Regions from separate parts of the Zea mays genome. Here regions 1 and 2 are each linked to region 3. The links are chromatin contacts, called in public Hi-C maps. All regions are on one chromosome and are shown on one strand. Each heading gives the region's core, a stretch centred on a gene start, on an enhancer-like site or on the middle of the called end of the contact. The rest is flanking DNA. Distances are from core to core; before and after follow the strand shown. Region 1 has its middle 23 kb from the start of LOC100285774. Region 2 holds the start of LOC100285774. Region 3 holds the start of LOC109943608 (protein ILITYHIA).

What was found. Hi-C and Micro-C count contacts between places; a contact is called where the count stands out from the background.
Region 1: a contact with region 3 is called in a Hi-C map of endosperm, with 5 times the contacts expected there. The contact joins the enhancer-like site here to the promoter of LOC109943608 in region 3. A contact is called at or near these places in 8 of 25 Hi-C or Micro-C datasets (bundle sheath, ear, endosperm and 5 more).
Region 2: a Hi-C map of leaf shows a contact between it and region 3, with 2.6 times the contacts expected there. The contact joins the promoter of LOC100285774 here to the promoter of LOC109943608 in region 3. A contact is called at or near these places in 6 of 25 Hi-C or Micro-C datasets (bundle sheath, ear, endosperm and 2 more).

The regions. Positions count from the first base shown.
Region 1 is chr1:40,193,834-40,196,533 of Zm-B73-REFERENCE-NAM-5.0, forward strand. No RefSeq gene overlaps it. Among protein-coding and RNA genes, the nearest start is that of LOC100285774, 23 kb to the left of the region's middle. Within about 2 kb of position 1,323, at least 18 of the 20 cell types and tissues checked have an H3K27ac peak or open chromatin away from gene starts, as enhancers often do. A contact at or near this core is called in bundle sheath, ear, endosperm and 5 more, where this site is marked.
Region 2 is chr1:40,170,843-40,173,542 of Zm-B73-REFERENCE-NAM-5.0, forward strand. LOC100285774 reads left to right here and starts at 1,415. Exons shown (of 10, transcript NM_001158664.2): 1 at 1,415-1,792; 2 at 2,455-2,548. The coding sequence starts at 1,680.
Region 3 is chr1:40,341,990-40,344,689 of Zm-B73-REFERENCE-NAM-5.0, forward strand. It overlaps LOC109943608 (protein ILITYHIA), which reads left to right and starts at 1,389. Exons shown (of 3, transcript XM_020547112.3): 1 at 1,389-2,700.

The sequences.
Region 1 (2,700 bases), core at 73-2,572, 150 kb before region 3:
CTTTCTAGGAACGCTTGGCATCTCCTGCTGTCCCTGCCTTTTGCTCTCTTGGGCGCAAGCAACGCATGCAGAGGATCAAAACCCCTGGCCCTGGCCCTGGGACGTACTACGCCTCTTCTGCGCGCTTTACGTGCAAGCAACTGCTGCAGCCTCCTCCTGCAGCTAGCGCCTCCATCATTCTGTTTCCCTTTTCCGTTTTCGTGTTAGCGTCTCCTACGTACGGCCTGGATCGATGGATCCCACCGATACAAACAAACAAACAAACGATCAGACATACAGATCCAGCGGCGCATTTTCGTGACATGTCACAGGACCTCGTGTATCGGGTTTTGGTTCGGATCTGTACTCCCGATTGAGTTGTTTTGTACGGCACGCTGCGCACGCAGTTTTTTTGTCGGTGGAAGCAGGAGTATAGCATACTAGCATGCAATCAAGAGCTGAGAGCCGGTCGTGGGGCGCGCGGCATCACTTTCCTTGCCACGCCGGCCCACTGCGCGCAGCGCATCTACTACTAGCGGGACTGCGTGCGTGCGTGACGCACGTTGCTGAATGCTGATATCCGTGTTTGGCCCACCGGCCGCCGCGTCGTGTGTGTAGCGTGCAGGCAGTACTGTACGTTTGAAACATCGATCCGAACGGACTTGGCCTCACCGTGCGTGCATTGGACGGGACGGGCTCTGCCACCCAGGCCCCCACCCTGCTTTCCCTGTCCCAATCTCCCCCAAATGCATCCTGCGGCATTCAGTTTTTTGCGTCTGCTGCGCGCATGCACTGGGTCTGGGTCCCTCCTCCTCCTCTCTGCCTACGTGCGTGAATGCATGCACGCAGCACGCAGCACGCATCATGCTGTAGTACCAAATTGGTACTAGTAGGCTGATGAGTTGAGCGCTCATGATTGGCGTCGGTCATGGGAGACGTGCCAATAGTGTCAGGTCAGCGAGCGCATCCTGGAGCAGGATGGAATGCAGACGGGTCATTCCCGCCCGGCCGCCCCCACCCCGTTCGTCGTTTACCACGCAGGCATGCATGTTCAAAATCGATTTTGATCGAGGCAGGTTGCTGGCGTATTTACATTTGCCATTGAAAAAAATATAAACGCTAGGATCACTGTAGATTTGCAAGTACGATCATGTACATAATCACCCTGATCCTGTTCATGCGACCTTACTTGGCTGCGACGAACATCCCATCAGCACCGCACCTTTTTTCTATTTATCCAGAAGATTTCCCTCGCGATCGCGATACGGTTCCACCAGCTACACTGGACCCGTACATCCTACCTGTCCTGGCAGTGGCACGTGCCGTCCGGCCCCACGTCCCAGAGGAATCTCACATCCAGGGCCCCCCACACGACGTGACACCCCTTCCACCCCCCTGTGCCTGTGCGCGCCGCCCTAGCCCAAAAAACTTGCAGCGCGTACCGGACACGGACGCCGGGCAGTTGCCTGTTTTGCCTCGCCCCGCCGTCACTACACTCCCGCACCGCACTCCCTCGCTCCGGCTCAACAACGCGCCCACCCACCGTCTCCTGACCCGCGGGACCCACGCGCAACAGATTCCCTTTTCCCTCCATCGCGACGCGGGTCCCGCCGCCTGCCCGGAAGCCCGACCGCCACCACATACGCGACCCGGAAACCCCATCCTCATCTATCGCGACGCCCGCAACGTCGTCGCGCCGTCAGCCCCCGTCCGGGCGCCGTCCCGATCGTGTGGCCGGCGCGCCCGCCACGCCGCCGTCGCGGCTGACGCCGGCGACCCCCGCCCCGACCCACCCACCCAGCCATCCCTAAACGAGGCGTCACGTCGGGGCATTTTTCAATCGCGCGAAATAAAAAAAAACGCACATAAAAAAACAGGGACTGATCCATCGCTGTCTTTCGGTTTCGTGCTCTCTCTTTCTCTCACTTTTTTTTTGCCCCTGTGATGATCGTAGTTGGAGGCTCGGAGCGGATGACGATACCAAGGACGGCGAGGAGCAACGAAAATTCGGAAGCAGCAACGAAAAATGTTTCTCCTTGTCATTATCTCTTCTTCTTCTCCGTGGGAGATAACAAGGGCCACGAAAAATTAAATTGAATCTCCGGCCAAGAGTGACCGGACCGGGCGGCGGCGGGAGGGAGGGAGGGATAGGCGGATAAGCGTAGGGAAGACAGGAACCAATGGCGGCGTGCTGGGCCGACACGCGTCGGAGTTCTTTTTTTCTGACGTGGCCGGAGGAGTGGCAGATGGGACTTGCAAGAAAAAAAAAACGCTGGTCTTTTCCTCTTGTGAACCGTGATACTAACGAGAAACGAATCGAGAAACAAAGATACTCCATTTTTATATTTATATAAAAATCTAAAAATAGTGTCACTAGGTACATTATAAAAATGTTTACGTGTTTAATATCATAGGTATCGCTAGTCTTCTTTACAAAAATAATTCAATTTAAAATAGTTTTTTTTGAAAGAGAGATTTTATTTACCTAGACGATAGATACGGGGATAAATTTGTCTTTAAATATAATCAGTTAAATTTATCTTTAAATATTTTACCCCGTGGGAACAAATTCCCTACGGGGATGGCAGAAAAAGTCTCTCCGTAAGCATTTACGGGGACATCAATATAATTTTTCTTCCCGCGAGGACGGTGATGGGGAGGCATTCCCTGTCGGGGAATTTCCCGTGGACATCACTTGTTTTAGGTGACCATATGGGTAAC
Region 2 (2,700 bases), core at 165-2,664, 170 kb before region 3:
AATTTCATTTAAAATTAGAAAAGCCTATCATACGCTTTCACTAAGACGGTTGATGATGATCTATTTATTTGTTAAATTTATGTTGATGATATTATCTTTGGTTCTACTAACCGATCATCTTATGAAGAGTTTAGTAGGATAATAGTCAATAAATTTGAGATGTCAACGATGGAGGAGTTAAAGTTTTTCTTAGGATTACAGATCAAGCAACTCAAGACAACACCTTCATTAACCAAGCGAAGTACAACCAAGACATTATGAAGAAGCTTGAGATGAAGGATGCCAAATCCATCTCCAAGAAGTTTCAAAAAACTTCTCTAATTTATTTTTATAAGGTTTAAAACAACAATCTCTAACAACTCTTAACCTTATCTCTTAATCTTTAAAAAACAAACCCTCTAAAAAAATACATGCACTTGTGCCGCCTGCGGTAGCTCTCCTTCTAGACCAAAGAGCCAATCATGTTTGCTGCAGCATGCACGCCCATGCGGCCATGCAGCACACAATGCCCCACTGCCCGAGCCGGAGTCGAGGTTTGCTACTTTACGCAGGGCGACGCCGAGCACACCGACGTCGTCGTGGACTTGTATGCCTCGTGTGTCCCACCATTCATGATGTGTCCCATCATGCCCGTCAAGTTCATCGAGCTATTCACTTGGCTTTAATCTGAAACGGCTTCTACTGTTTCTACAGTGTTTTGTATGTATCCAAACAACTGATTTTAATCCGAAGCGAACATTCTGATTTGCCTTCGCCACTACTAAAGATCGACGTATACCACCCTCCGCAAGGTCATGACGATCATCACCGGCACGCTGTCCAGTCTGAACCTAGCTATAGCAAAGGGTGTGACGGAGACATGCAAGCAACACATTATCATGGCCTATTTTTCGGTACTCCTAATACCTTTTGTGATTAAAAAAGTAATGATTTTATGAATAAATGTTTAGGAATTATTGTGTATCGTCTAAGGCTGTTCCCAAACCATACTCGTTTAATACATGCCATATAAACATTTTTGATAACACTACAAGAGAGTTAAGAGAAAAATATAAGAAAACTATATCACGAGGGAGATACTGTTTCAGCTCGAGACCTTATAGCAAAACTTAAATCATCCAAGTAATCCACACATCATACACTCATATATGCTAGTATTTAATATTTTATAGAGGATAAAAACAATCTATGATACTATGATTGAGATAGTTGTATTTTATATACTTTTATATAATATAACAGCTTGGATATTGTAACAAGATACCATAGACTCAAAATAGCCTTATGTCAAATAGAGGCAAAATCAAACGATAAGGAGTTTAGGAGGGCATTGTGGTCATTCTCGTCACCCACGTTGTGCCGCGTCCGGTCGTTTCGTTAATACCACCAGTCCACCACTGCCTGCCTGGCCTTGGATTGGAATCTCTGGGCGACTCGACCTGAACAACCCCGCCCGCCGTCCTGCCCTTGTGCTCTAGTCCTCCCGCGACCGTTCCAAATTCTTCCTCGCGTTCGTATTCCACGCGGCGACGTCGCCATCGCCATCGCGGCCGCCGCTCCGCCCCTCTTCCTTCGCATATACGTAGGTAGGCGCCTCCCCAAACCCTAAGCCTTTATCTCCCACGCGCGCGGCTCGCTCTGCTGCGCCGCGGCTCGCTCGACCCCGCAGATCGCCGGCGATGGGATCCAAGGACCAGGACGGAGGGGCTGCATCCTCGGGAGGCGGCTTCTTCTCGTCGTTCGCCGCCGGCATGCGCAGCTGGGGCACCGCCGTGCATAAATCCGTCAACGGGTGAGTTTTCGGCCACCTGCTTCCTACCTCCCCGCTCCTCCCCTCAGATCCGCATCGAGCTACCCGTTAGAGCTCTGCCCGAGCTGATCGTGGCCTCTCCAACCCGTGATCTGATGCTCCTGCATCGGATCCCAGCTGCTTCTGATTCCGTCCGGTGATCCTGTTGAACTCCGAGTCGATTGTTTCCGCTTAAGTTCCAAGCTTCGTTATCTAGTAACTCTATATGTTATGATTCACTCGAATTATGATACAGTGATTTATTTGCTACTTATGTGCAGCCATATATTCTCACCTAGAGCGATAATAAAGTGGATGATTGGTTGAATGATAGGTCCTTACACGTGATGCTCTGAACTGTACACAGTATGACGTGTGCAATACGGAGTTTCTATGATGTAATCTGTACTGAATTGGATGCGAACAGTTTGTCCTATATCAAAATGGTCTTCCTTTGATAAGCACAACATATGTTGGATCTTTGCTTTTCCCTAAGTTTAGACTTTTGTTCCACTTTGTACTTAGGTTTTGCCTTTGTAGACTTGAATTTTCACGAATGTTTGTGGTCAATGGGCTGGCATTGGCCTCCTATGTAAAGATGTTGGTCTTTAGTAATTAAGACGGGTTTCTGTTAGTTACCATCTGCTGTTATGCAATGTCTGTAGGCTGCTTGGTTATGAAGGCCTTGAAGTTATTAACCCCGATGGAGGCACAGATGATGCTGAAGAAGAAGCTTTGAAGGGGAGATGGAAGCAGGAGGTAAGGAGATTTGAATCATCATCAAATAGTGTATTGCTAGAAAGTCATGAGAACAAATTTTATTTGACAATACTTCCAAATTGAGGGTGTTCTGCATGGACATTCACTCTTCATGACAAATTAATTGATTTTGTGATTTTTTTTTCAATCTC
Region 3 (2,700 bases), core at 139-2,638:
TTGACAGGTTTATATACTGCTGTTGAATGTTGATCGATGGGGATTTGGCGTTCGACAGGTGCAGGCTCAGGCTCAGTAGATTTGATGCTGCAATATACTACTCCCTTTCGTTGTGTCGCGTTTTACTTCAAAAATGAACTAGCGGATGACAAAGCGTAAATATTTTTTTCCAATAAAAAAAGCATACAGGCCTACCATCTATAGGTCAACTGGTCGAGCGTAGTAGTAGTTGGTGGCGGTGGTGGTGGGTGACGACGACGGCTACAGTGGCGTATGCTTACCACATTACCAACTGGGTCCGCGGTGGCGCTTGATTGCTTGCTTGCTTTCTTTCTTTCTTTAATTGTCGCCACCGGCCGCGTTGGTGCGGTCGATTGACATTTGAATCTGTCTCGACGCGAGTTCTACCCCCCAAAAAAATAGAGAATCGTTTCTCCTGCCATGCACGAGGATGGGACCTTGATATTCTTTTCAGCTAGCTACGTGGTTCTCCGGCGCTATTATTCCAAAGGAATTATTAAAACTTTGTAGAAGCAGGTAAACGAGGTCGCCACCTGGTTCTTCTGCATCCTGAGAAACAGGAGCGGAGAGATATTATTTCTTCTTAGAACTCTGTCAGCAAGTACATTTGTTGGAACGGAGCCGCTTCCAGAGCTGTGTGAGGAAGCAGTGAAGCACACGTATAAACTGACAAGACGCAACGCAATACCGAGCCGGCGGCAAACCTGCGCATGCGTGCCGCCGAGAGCCACTGCCGCATGCGTTTTTTGCCGGCTCTCTCTCGCTCTCTCGCGTAGGATGATACAAGTAAAACACGCTACTAATCTAATTGTAGTAGTCTTCCATGTTTGAGTCCGGGTTGGGCAGGTAAAGAGAGCTGGCGCGGCGCGGATGGAGGGGACACGTGAAGAAGACAAACTCCGTGCTGGACTTTAACTGACGGCTGCTAGTAGCTCGCAACTCCCCAACCAACGACGAACCCACGAGCGAGGTTTACCTGCTCGCCCGGTAACCTATAGCTTGACGCACTTAAAGATAAGATGACCACGCGCGAACTAATAATGCTAGCGCACGCGAGTTAAAACCAGGTGGCGATAGGCTTTGAACACGATATCTTTTTTTTTTCTTTTCCTTCTGGCTAACCGTCCACGGGGGATGGTCGCTATCAGTTGTGACCTCTAGATGAGGCTTATAGATAGATAGACGATAGAATCGTAGTATAGCTAAGCTTTACGTGATTTTTTTATAGATATAATTCATTATTTATTCTATCAATATTAATTTATCCTATGTTATTTTTTAAAAAAAACTAAAACTATAGATTTTTTTTTACTTCTCTTGCCATTTCTCTACAACTATTAAGAGCAAAGTGTAGACTGCCCCCGCCCGTCCGCCCGCCGCAACGCACGGCGCCCACCCGCCCACCGCCGCGACTCCCGCATGCCCGCCGCTACCGAACCGCTCGCCTACCACCCGCACGCCACACGCCGCGAAGCACGACCGCCGCCGCGAATCCCGCCACTACCGAACACGGACCGCCCGCCTCCGCGAATCCCGCAGATGCAACCTCTCCCTCATCAACCTGCGCGATGTCACTACTACCCACGATCGGCGATCCCATCTCCCAGCGCTCCCACATGAATCCCAAAAATCGTTCTCCATCTGCCTCCACCAATTACCGTAGCCGAACAGTTGCTGGCGGCGAGTACCACGACCTCATCTCCCTCTCTTCATCCTCTCTCACATCGCGGCTAGGGTTAGGTCATCTCACCAAGCCACCATGATGCAGCAGCTCTGTCACAGCAGGGCATGGCAGATGGCGCCACCTCTTACCTCCGCAGTCCGCCAGGCAACGGAAGGCCCACCAGGCGGCCGCGCGAGTGCCAAGCGTGGATGGGCGTGGCCAAGAGCTAAGACCCTAACTTTTGGTGAATCTCACGGCCGCGCTCTCCTTCCTCTCCACACTCTGTCTCGGCACCGTCCCGCACTCTCGCTCACAATGCCACCATCGCCGCTGACGAGGCCTCGTCTCCGTCGGTCCCTGTTCTGCCCACCGGCAGTATGACAGATGGACCCCATGTCTCCGGCGGAGGGAATGGCGAGGCAAAGCATAGGTAGGCACTGAACGGACCCGACACAGCCTGATCCAGTTAATTGGTGTTGCTCTCGTTCTCCCTGTTCAGATCTAAGGGTTCAGTTTGGTTGTCTCAGGCAGCAACGGTGTCACGAACGCGACATCGAAGGTGAAATTCTTTTCGCGTTCAACTAATCCCCCTATGTCATTCGATGATAATCCCTTGCTTACTTTGGTAATGGTTTGGCTACTGCACATAGACTATTGTTACTCTGAATGTTGCACAGTGTCTTCTTCGAAGAAGACTGGGTTGATTCGGCTACAACATTTAAATGCAGCTAACCCTTGGTGCTTCTCCAGTAGTCCAGCGCATGTGCTTCAGTTATTTGTACACGAACTTTTTTGTTGGCTGTTGTACTCATGCCAGTTGCAGATTGACCATGCAGAGTAGTGAATAGCGAGGATGGCTGATACTATAATTTTCTCGCCATTTGGCTGCTCATAGGCTCTCAATAATCGAGGATATTTTTCCAGGCATCAAATCATGTATGTCCTATGTAGGGAAAGAAGACCTGGGTAATGCCTTGCTATGCCCATATGACATTACGAGCACACTAAATTTAAGC